2 separate regions of the Arachis hypogaea genome follow, and region 1 is linked to region 2. Evidence: chromatin contacts called from public Hi-C data. All regions are on one chromosome and are shown on one strand. The core of a region is the stretch at or near the end of the contact, and the rest is flanking DNA. Distances in the headings are between cores, read along the strand shown.

Region 1 (5,742 bases), core at 2,159-4,658, 63 kb before region 2:
GGAGTAAATCTCTAAAATACTCTTTTAGATTGGTCCATACATTAATATTGTCTCTCAATTTTCAAATGCTCTAAATGCACTCTCTAATTTGAACTCCATGCGAAATTTTGATCCTTCCATTCAATTTCGGCATGACTCAGCGTTCCACCTCAGTTTCTCCTTCCTTCCTCTCTGTTGACCCTGCAGTCTCACCTTCGTCTCATTGCTGCTCCTCTTTACATCGAACTTCATCGCCTTTGCCACTTCCTCCCGTCGAGATATCACGCTGCTCGCCGTCCCCGCCGTCGCAAACCTCATCTCCTCCCTCTCTTCCTTCCCTCTTCTTCTCCTCAAACAACCTCAACAAATCAAACCCTTCGGATAACGATATTATGTGAAACGCATTCATCGTGGATGGCTGCTTCATCTTCTCCTCTATCTCTTTCTCCTTCTCCTCTTCATCTTCCTCCTTCATCCCCCGTAACATGTTCTTCGGAACAGGTTTCTTGAACCACGGTGACTCCATGATTTTCGAAATGATGATGCGAGAATTCGGATTCGGATCGAGCAGCTTGGTGATGAGCCTCCTTGCATCGCCAGAGAACCACGGCGGACACTTGAAATCTCCTCTATAAATCTTCTTGTACATCGCAAAAAGGTTATCGTCCTAAAAAGGCAAGCAACCTGTAAGAAGCACAAACAGGATGACGCCGCAAGACCATATATCGGCCTTGGCGCCGTCGTATCCCTTCTGCGCGAGCACCTCCGGCGACACTACAAGGTTTTTAATAATTAGTAGAGGTTTTTTAGTGGGAATTTTTAAAACTTACACAAAATATTTTATTTGTGGCAAATTATGAAACTCCCCTACATAATTATAAAAAATCCCCCCAAGCCCCACTGTTACACATAATTAAAATTCCCAAACCCCCTCCAAACAAACCCTAAAGCCATCACTCGTCGCCGTATGAGAGAGAAGATCTCGTTAAATCCAAAATGATTATCAAGTTTCAACCCTAAAGCTCACAGCTATCGCCGCCTCCATCACGACCGCCATCACCACCACTATATCCATTCGTGTCCTTGCCGCCACCGCATGCTTTGATAATCTCTTTTTCTGTTGTCTCCTCCGTCGATGCATCGTATCCTTTGGTCGCGACGCGGTAACTTTTGAGATTTCCCTCTCTGTCTCTGTCTTTCTCTGTCTCTCTCTCTTTTCATTTTTCGTGGAATTTTTTCGATTATAGTTTGATTTGTTATTTCTCTACTTTTAAATTTGGCTTTTTTACTTTTGCAATTATTCAGTGAATTTGATAGCGACACAATTAGTCTAGATATTTTTGCATATTGATTTTGCGAGAAAATTTTTGTTTCTATCTAGCTATTCAAGAAATTAGTGATTTTCGACAATATTTAAAGTTTGATTTCTATACATATGCCGAAGTGCCGCAAGTTATGTGCAACAAGCCGTCCTGGCGGAGATGCTCGGAGAAAGTAGTGCTAAGTCCGAAGTCAGAGACCTTGAGGTTGCCGTTGTGGTCAAGGAGAAGATTCTCTAGCTTGAGATCGCAGTGGTAAAGAAATCGACGGCGGAGATAAGCTGGTGGAGGTAGAGCCTCGCAAGGTCCTCCCTCATGCATCTCTTTGTGGCAATTTTGTTGAAGAGCTCGTCCCTGGAAGAGCTCCATGGCGATGTAGATCTTGGATTTGGAGGCCATTACTTCGTGGAGCGCAATGAAATGAGGATGCTTCATCAGCTTCATCACCGAGATCTCTCTCTTAATCTGCCCCATCATCCCAACTTTTATCACCTTCTCTTTTCCAACTACTTTCATCGCCACGTGGAGGTAGAACCGCCAGCTCAGCGCTCCGACTGCTGAGTCATGTCGGAATTAGATGGAAGAACTAGAATTTTGCACGGAATTTAAATTGAAGGATACATTTAGAGTATTTAAAAATCGAAAGACAATATTAATGTACAGACTAATTTAAAAGACATTTTAAAAATTTAAAAATAGAGAATTATCAACCTGAAATATAATACAAAGTCAACTAATTTATATAATACATATATATATGACTTCTAGGAACTAATGTAACGAATATCAAACACTTGAAATAATCTATCGTACAATTAATTAATTATTATATAAAGATGAAGAGTTGGCTTTAAGTGCGACCTGGAACTTTCATGCATAGGTGACTACGTGTTGTATAATTTTTTTGCTTGTCGAACCTAAATTCCAATCTACTTTTTAAAATTTGCAGTAGTCTTCTCCATAAATTCTCTCTTTCATTAGCAGAAAATTTTAATTTAAAAAAAAACCAACAAAATTTATTATTTTAATTATTATTTTTAGTTAATATTTTAAAATATTAATCAATTGTTAATAAAAATAATAAATTCTACTGTCCTCCAATAATTTTTTTTTTTAAATTGATTCATGTTTCGTTATATTATAATTATAATAAACGTACACTATTTGTTTAACACTACTAATAATAAGAGAGTAGATAATTTGCTGGATAGGTACGATGTACATAAGAACAAAAAATCATCAAACATATATATAAATTAAATGAAGCTATACCTTATCACCTTTACACATGTGAGCTTATGAATAATAACACCTATCACACGTAAGAATTTATCAATTCCTATAGCTACCGTATACATCTATTTCAACGTTATTTTTTTTATTCCTCTTAACTTCTATCATCATATGCCATTGTTCGTTGTTCCGCAAGCATTGGCCACTGGGTGCATATAATTAATAGGAAATATATAAATGTATATATAATGTTTGTTGTCGGGGTCAATTTCGTATTACGTTGTTAATTTCATTATATATTAAGATAATGCAATAGTATTTGATAATATTATATATTAATTCTTCAATATAAAACTATTTTATAAATAGATAAATATGATTAAAGATAGAAAAAAAAAAGAAAAAGAAAGGTAAATAAAAAAATTTTTTTTCGTGACTATAAAAAAATATTTTAAACATAAAGATGTGTTAACGCTTTTTTTTCTTCTTCTTATTTATATATACTTTTTCTTATTTAAGATAAAGCCAAAAACAAATTTCAATAATAGATTATGAAGATATATCTAAAATGGCATGGTTATGTTATATTTAAATACTAATAAATATAACAAAGAAGTCATCTAAATATAAATATCTTTTTTGTTCATCTACTTATTAAATGAAAATAATATTAATATTAAATACATAAAATAATCCAAAAAAAATAAATAACAACAAAAGATTGAAATAGAAGAAGAATTATAAAGAAAGAAGACTATATCACCTAATAAACATTTTATTCTTATATGACAAAATAGAATAATATCATACATATATCTAAAATTTTTATATAACTAATTTAATTTCTCTTACATATTATAAAAAGAACATGATAAGTCGATGATTTTCTTAGAAACTGTTGCAACATTTATAAAAAGAAATTTCAAATTTCTGCATGGTTGATGGAGATGAGAGCAGTTGAGGGAGATTCTGAACAAGTGAGAGAACAAAATGCAAAGGAACATTTGACTTGGAGAATGGACAAATGAAGTTTGAAGAGAAAGTGATGAGTGACCATAATAATAATGGTGATACAGAATTTCAAGCCTCCAAGTTTGAGAGGTTGAATCCCACAAACCCTTTAAGGATTGTGATCAACAATGCCACCAGAGTTGCTTCTCTTTCTCCTGATCATCTTCATCAATCTCAACAACCACCACCTTCTCAGCCTTCTTCTACTCCATCAATCCCCCAAGTATGTTCTCTTTTCTTGAATTTTGCAGACAAATTGCTGCTTAAATTCAAATACTTCATTGAATAAAATATTAGATAAATGTAAAAAAAGTAGAGGAACACCCAAAAAAACTATATACGAGCGGTCAAAAGAGACTTACATGTACAAAAAGTTTTACTGTAAATATGATAATGATATAACTCAATAGCATCTGTTAATCTACGTAGTCGATTTTATGTAGTGGGATAAAACTTTGTTATTGCAGCTGTTATTGTTTTACATGTTTGTAACAAAAATGTTTCAATGTTATTTTTTTTTATTAATTATAACAGCAAACGGTGACACTGAATTCAAGAAGATACACCAACAAGATTACCCTGTTTCTGTTCCTTCTTCACATGTTAATAGCCATAGCATTGGTTGCTTTTCTTATATTCAAGGGAGTTGAAGGACTAATCCAACCCTCATCAGATTCTAAAAGGAGAAAACAAACAAGGGTAGTGAAGTATTTTCTACCTCAAGTAGAAGCAGCTTCAGTTCTAAGCATTGTTCTAGCACTAACATGGCAAACTGCAATAAGAAAATGGCCAAATTTCATGACACATTTCACACTATGGTGTTCTTTTTTCATGTCACTCTCTGCTGGAATTCTCCTTCTCTGCTTCCAAAAGCCTCCAACAGATGGTGTTGGAGTTTCTCTCATTGCATTTTCAATAGGGAATGGTTTATATGCATGTTGGGTTCAGAACAGAATCAAATTTTGCACCAAAATTCTAACACTTTCACTTCAACCTGTTTCCAAGTTCCGTGATCTGAACCAGCCAACTTTTTACATGCTTGGTGCTGCATTGTTTTGGATGTCACTGTGGAGTTTAGCAGTGATTGGTGCATTGAATTTCTATTTGCCTTCTTTGGTGATCATTGCTTTGGTTTTGAGCTTGGCTTGGACTTCAGAGATTATGAGGAATGTTGTGAACATTAGTGTTAGTAGAGTTGTTGCTTTGTATTATCTTAGGGGAATGCAATCTAGCACTAAGTTTGGATTCTTGAGGGCAATGACAAGGAACCTTGGGAGTGCTTGTTTGGGATCTCTGTTCGTGCCGGCGATCGAGGCGACAAGGGTTGTTGCTAGGTTTCTGAATTTGGTTGAGGGGGAAGATGAGTTCTTGTTTTGTTGTGCTAGGTGTTGTTTCAGAGTCATGGAATCTATCTTCAGATATGGGAATGGTTGGGCCTATGTTCAGGTACATACAACTACTAAACTATTTGCTTCATCAAAATATTGATAGTGTTAAATAATGTTGGTAAGCAATTTGAGGCTATTAGAATTGATATTGTTACTTTAACATGTATGGCTTTAGAAATCATAGTATGACTAAGTAAGACATGGTTTATTTGAATTGATGTTATAACAGATAGCTGCCTATGGTAAAGGTTTTGTAGCTGCATCCCAAGACACCTGGTCCCTGTTTAAGAGACTTGAAATGGAACCAATTGTGGACTCAGATATAACTAGCTCAATTTGTTTCCTCTCTGGGGTTAGCATTGCCTCAATCTGTGTCATTGCAGTGTCTGCTTGGACCTCCCAATTGTACCAAAATTTCACTGCCACCCTCTCCCTTCTCACATTCTTCATTGGATACCTTCTGGTTAGTACTATGTTTCACTCTTTTCCTTTTAAAATTAATGTATGTCACAGTTATTTTGAAACATGTGGAGTAATTTATGATGAATCGTTATATTATTAATGTTAACATGTATGTTGTGATATTAATGTGATCAACATTTTTATGATGGTGCAGACTAGGATTGCCATGGCACTACCTCAAGCATGTGTGAGTTGTTACTATGTGTGCTATGCAGAGAACCCAGACAACAGATTATTTGATACAACAATTAAGGACTCTCTCGACATGGTAAAATCCGGCCGCCATGTTGCCGTGGCTACGCCGCCACTACCACGGCGGTTTTCAAGTGATTAAGTGCCAAATTTAATTT
Region 2 (6,157 bases), core at 449-2,948:
ACCTAGGGACAACGGAATTAAGGAATCCATGTTAGTTAGGTATATAACAAGAGATCTTGAATCTTAGCTTGAATCTTGAATCTTTGTTGTTGTAGTGACGTGTTGGTATATGTTATTCACATATTATGTATGAAAAAAGTAGTTAGGGTCTCAGCATCGTTTTCCTTCTATTATTAATCATGACATTACCATCTAGACCCACATACACATGAAAAATATCATAATATAGCTAGCATTGGAGCCTTGTATTTATTATATTATATTATTATATATGTTATATAAAAGTCGTCAAGGATAACATCGGTTGGATATTTCAAGAATTATATATGATTTTACGGTTCATATAAGTTTAATTAGTTTGCAATGATGATTTGACGATTAGATTAGAAGTTATGTACATTGATAATAAAATAGAATTATATATGTGAATTCACTGCACCATATCTGGTAGTTAGTAGCGATTTTGGAGTTGGATATATAGCAGCAGTTTCTAATCGCTGTAGAATAAATAATAGTTATTATCAATCTGTTAAAAGATAGCGTGCGGTAAAATTTTTAATAATTGTTAATAGTATTCGCTGTTATATGATATTTTTTTGCAAAATATTTCTGCAGCAATTCTAACCGCTACTAAAATACAATCAAGCCTACTTGTAGATGGCAGTAGTTGTTAATTGCTGCAAAATGTCATTAATCAAAAAACTGTGTTTCTAATATAGTAGCGGATTCATAACCACACTAAAGGTCATATTATAGTTTTTTTTAATCCAAATTTTTAATAATATAATCAATTCTTTAATTTTTTATACGTTCTTTCACTATATAAGTTGCTTTAATTTATTAAAACAACCAATAACCAATCAAACTAAAACACACAAAACAAAACAAAAATATATATGAAAAAATCAATCATTATAATAATAGTAATTTATCTTCAGTATATTAATATATGTAAACTAAAAGTAAATAACTTAAAAGTCATCAGAACAGTAAACAATTAAAAAGTTTTTAAATTTAAATGTATTTATTTATATTGACTTAATTCTATGATTTATCATTTAGATTATTAGTGCCAAAATATCATGCATGGGATAAAGTCGATGCACTTCGCAAAGATTATGATTATAAAAAAATGTTTGATTATAACATGTTTTGTTTTAGGTTTGTGTTTGATTATAGTATTACCGAGTGAGATAATAAAGAGATATTCCAGTGTATGGTTTGTTTGGAAGCCAATGAACTTGTCACGGCGTCAAGAAGGAATCGGATTTTAATGTTGTCATTGTTTAATAATTTTCTTCTACTCTTTTGATCGCTAATTATTGTAGCTCTTCTGTTTCTATTTTAAAAATTATATCTAAATTCTTGTTTGATTAGTCTTAAATCTTTTAAAAATATAACTGTACTGTATTTGTAATATATAGGCAAAACTGAGTTATTTTTCGATAGGGCCAAATAGATTCAAAATAATTGATCTCTTATCATAACAAATTTTTCTTTCAAAATCTCGCACTTAACCAGCCACGAATATTTTGACTAACAAACCGACGAATAATTTAGCTATAGTCGCTATAAATCAAAGACTGAGCTGGGGTAAGAAGTAGGGGTGGCAGGAGTACTCGAATTCGCGGGTACCCGACCCGACCCAACCCGACCGGGGCGAGTTTAAACCCGACCCGAAGCGGGGCGGGTCCTGAACGGGGTGGGGTGTTTATCGGGGCGGGTTGGGTTCATGGTAAACCCGCCTCTACCCGCCCCAGAGTGTACATATACTCCCTCATATATATATCTCTCTTGGCAATTAGGGTTGCTTCCCTCATACCCTCGTACCCACCTACCCACATACCCAAATCTCAGAAACACACACAGCACTCACTTACCCAGATCCCAGAAACCCACACAGCAACAACCTTGCTCACCGCCTCCGTGGCTCACCACCGCTGTTTCTTGCTTTGCTCAGTCGCTCACCGCCGTCGTCGCGCAGTCGCTCACCTCGCCGCTCTCTCTCACCGTACTCACTTCGCTCGCACTTCTCTCGTTGCCGTCACTCTCCTCGCCGTTCGTCTCTTTGATTTGCAGTCTCCGGTCCTTCCTTCCTCTGTCGTCGTCTCACTGGTAAGCAGCAATCGCTCCTCCTTTACTCACTACTTACAGCTTACTGGCTTGCTCTTTGCTTCTTGCCTTCTCCATATTTGTTTTTTGTGAGTAGATTTTATATTTAATTTTTTTATGTTAGAACAGTTAAACTTGCCTTTTCATTAATATTATGTAAATTGTTGATGAATGACGGAGGACTTCTTTAAGTACAATAATTATTGATCTTGAAAAATCCCTAAATGACGATATAAAGAATGATATCCTCAGCCCTCAGGAACTTGTTGGCCCTGCCAAGGTCCTCTCCTTTTTAAAGAAATTAACATTTGCTAATCTGAGTTGATTTATGTACTTCTTTAAAGCATGAGCTTTGCAATTTGTTTGAGTAATAACTGTAAGTTTTCTTACTTACTAGTAAGAATCGGCCTAATTTATGTGTGTTGGCCTTATGTATCTTTATTTTTTTAAATCAAAGTATGTTTGAAAACTGAAATTATCTCTTACTTCTCATTTTTTATGTTAAATATATATCATATGGCTTTTTTGTTTAAGCATTGTTTATGGCTTTCCTGATTAATATTTTCTAGCAATCAAGACACTTGTGGTAGTTATAAAATTGAAGGCTGATTATCCATAATGCCATGTATTCTTTTGGAGCTGATTCAGAGTCAGTCAATATTGTGATTTGTGCTTGATTAGTTATAATTGATTTCAATCTAACACCATCAAGTCATCATGCTTGCTATGTATACACATGAAACTTATTTAGGTAATGAGTGATTCACTTGATGATGTTACAGCTTACATTTAGCATTGTTGTATCAAATTTGCTTATTAAATTATTAACCCGTTGACTGTAAATTTGTTACTCTTATTTTATACAATGAATTTTATTATAATTAACATTGAATAAACTTAAATTTTTTAAAAAGTTAGTTTTTGTCAAGCTGGTTTAAGTATTTAGAGAAGAGACTACAGTGTGATATATGATGCATTGATGCTAATTTATTTTTGGCTTTACTTTTAAAAAGATTGACTAGGATCTTGGAACTTGGAACCAGGCTTGTAGAGTTTGCACTTGGTCTTTTGATATAATTGAAAAATTTTTGCTGGGATAACACTTGATTAGTTGTGGTTAACAGGTAAAGAGTGGTGAGATTGGTTAATAGGACTCAATTTTTATATATTCTTCTTTCTTAGCACGAGGCATTACTAAGATTGGTTTTTTTATTTATTATTTTACAAAGTAAGAGTTAGAGTAACTATTTCTACATAGTTATATAGTAATTTTTAATTGCATCATCATTAGAGTTATTTTATTTGTTGACCATGGAAACTATACTTCTGCAAATTGTTCAATTCTAAAATAAGTGTTAGCTGCTTCTATTTTTGTTTATCTTTGCTTTGGAATTTTAATTTGGTGTTGCTTTCTTCTCAATGGTATTGCTGTTACTTCTGAAAAATTATTTCACCTTTTTTTTCAAAAATGGTGCCAAGTTATTTGATAAAACTTTGTGTTTACTGATCATAATGCTTAACTTAACTAGTTTTTATGCTGTGTTTTCAATGTAGGTTTGTTAAATAGTGGAAGAACAAGAATAATGATTGAAGACTCTCTTGATGCAATTTTTTTATTATGCTGTTAAATTTGTAGTGATTAAACATTAATCTTTTTTTAATTTCAAGTTATTTGACATTGTATGAATCTTATGTTTGTATTTTAATTTAGTTATGAATTTTAAATTTTTATAGGAGCGGGTAGGGGCGGGGCGGGTACCCGTGGGGGCGGGTTAGGGTAGGGCAGCCTACTACCCGCGGGTAGGGGTGGGGCGGGTAGTAGTGGAGTGCAAGGACGGCGGGGCGGGGTCGGGTAGGGCAAAAATCCGCCCCTACTCGCCCCACTGCCACCCCTAGTAAGAAGGCAGAAGATCAACAATACAATAGCCGATATTATACTCGCTTTCTTAAAGATTTTTCACTTACTTAAATGTCAGAATCTTTTTTGCAAGTACCATACCTAAATCCGAATATACAGAGATACTTCACTTTTGAGTCAAAAGCTGCTAGAATTTCCAAAGGACAATATGAAACTCATCTATAGCATGGAAGAGTAACCTTGCCAAAACATAGCTACTAAGAATATATGTGATGTAAATCAACATTTTTTTTAATAAAATTAAAATAAAATAAAATTTATAGATATTTTTAAATTTTTTAATAAATTTTAAAAATAAAAAATATATTTTATTTTTAATTAATTGTTTAAAGTTATTGTTATGTAAACAAATTATTTATGTCACAAATTCTTAAAATTGTGTTATTTTTCACTTCGAGTTGGAGGCTAATTATCATAAAATTATTAATCTAAAAAAAATTAAAATATCGAATAGATGCATCTAAATAAGTATATAGTAAATAAATAAATAATATTAAATAAAGAGGGACAACGACAAGGAATCCAATTCGTTAGGTATAGGGTGCTATGTCAACCAAGGATAACATCCTTTGGATACTTCAAAATTTATATATGATTTTTCATTTTTGCCTAAGTTACTCAATGGAACGAAGTAACTAATAAATCTTGATGGATCATATATAAAATTTAAAGTAGAAACTCCTATAATTGACGAGTGCTACCTGAGCTGTTATAAACTCCTTTCGTAATTGAAGGATTACTATGTATTTATAATACGCAGTGAAAGAAAAGAAAGTAATTCTTAAAGATCTATTTTGTGTTTAAATTTTATTCCAATAATAAATATATAATAGATTAGATCTAAATACTTGAGTACGCTAGTAAAAAATTTTTTCTCCTTCGATGGTACGAAGGCACTATGCGTATCCACACCGAGACCAACTTTTGCTGTCAACTCTTTGACCAATGGATCTGATCTAAATTGAGAAACCTCTTACAACTCTTTGCACGCCATAAAATTATTTTTCAAGAATTAGCCTCACATACGTTTATGTGCGTAGAGGTAAAAGGATAAAATTCTTGTTATTATCTCTGTGACTTTCTTGTACTCTTGACGTACATATATATAGTATGAGATTTGTTACTGATTTTAAATTTGATTCTCAATTCAAATTTAAATCATATCTTGAAATTTCAAATCTTGAATCATTCAAATTTTATGAATCATATCATAACAATTTAAAACATAATCGATTTGGATCTCATCCAAATTTATAATTCCAATTCAGAAATAGAATAACTAATTATTCTCAAATCTCATTTAATATTCTCAATTATCATATTATTATTATATTCTTGGTGTTAGTAAAGAATATAATAATATTCCATTTGAATTAATATAATTATTTATTTGATCAAATCAAAATAATACTTAAATAATTCTACAGCAAAGATTAGAACACTCGTTAGTGTGTGACCTCATAGGTTCAATACTAAGCGAGTAGTAAATTAGTCATACTAAATTTACTAATCAAGGTTGGCGTCTAGCAACACTCCTCAACGACCCGATAGTATGAAGTAATATATTTTATACTAAGAACCTCAGAAGAACAAAGTATAATTCCTTCCATCTTTCCAGCTCTTGGTTAACCCTTAGAGTATGGTTTAATTATCAAATTCTAACTTGTTACCATTATTATAATAAACTGTGAATGACCTAAGAAACTCATTTCTTCATTCATTGAATCTCCTTGGCCAAGGTTTATTCATCTCATTCATTATAATCACAGAGCTCAAACTCTTTACCGAGAGTTGACGGATTCCTTATTGACTAATCATTAATTCTACAAGTATTTAAATCATACCCAATGTCCATTCAACTAGCACCCTAGGGTATTAGGTGTCCGGAATCAAAGTATAATAAATATATTGTTAATTACTATGACAATCGCAGGTCAAAGGAAACTCTATTACTATGTTCATCTTGAAAATATTCTATTGACAAATATGCGGTAATTGTAACCATTAGGAATTCTCAAAGTGAGTCAGTTCAATGGTCATATCCCTATATGCACCATCTATATATATAATTTAATAAATGAGATCTATTAATCTTCATCCAATGAAGACTATTATATATATATTGAT

Evidence for each region. Hi-C and Micro-C count contacts between places; a contact is called where the count stands out from the background.
Region 1: a Hi-C map of leaf shows a contact between it and region 2, with 3 times the contacts expected there. The contact joins the promoter of LOC112789409 here to the enhancer-like site in region 2. A contact is called at or near these places in 3 of 8 Hi-C or Micro-C datasets (leaf and an unstated tissue).

What each region holds. Positions count from the first base shown.
Region 1 is chr3:10,080,407-10,086,148 of arahy.Tifrunner.gnm2.J5K5, reverse strand. It overlaps LOC112789409, which reads left to right and starts at 3,408. Exons shown (of 4, transcript XM_025831284.3): 1 at 3,408-3,765; 2 at 4,077-4,988; 3 at 5,160-5,393; 4 at 5,547-5,742. The coding sequence starts at 3,556. The coding sequence ends at 5,726. It also overlaps the pseudogene LOC112772715.
Region 2 is chr3:10,014,947-10,021,103 of arahy.Tifrunner.gnm2.J5K5, reverse strand. No RefSeq gene overlaps it. Among protein-coding and RNA genes, the nearest start is that of LOC140183713, 5.4 kb to the right of the region's middle. Within about 2 kb of position 1,698, at least 1 of the 3 cell types and tissues checked has open chromatin away from gene starts, as enhancers often do.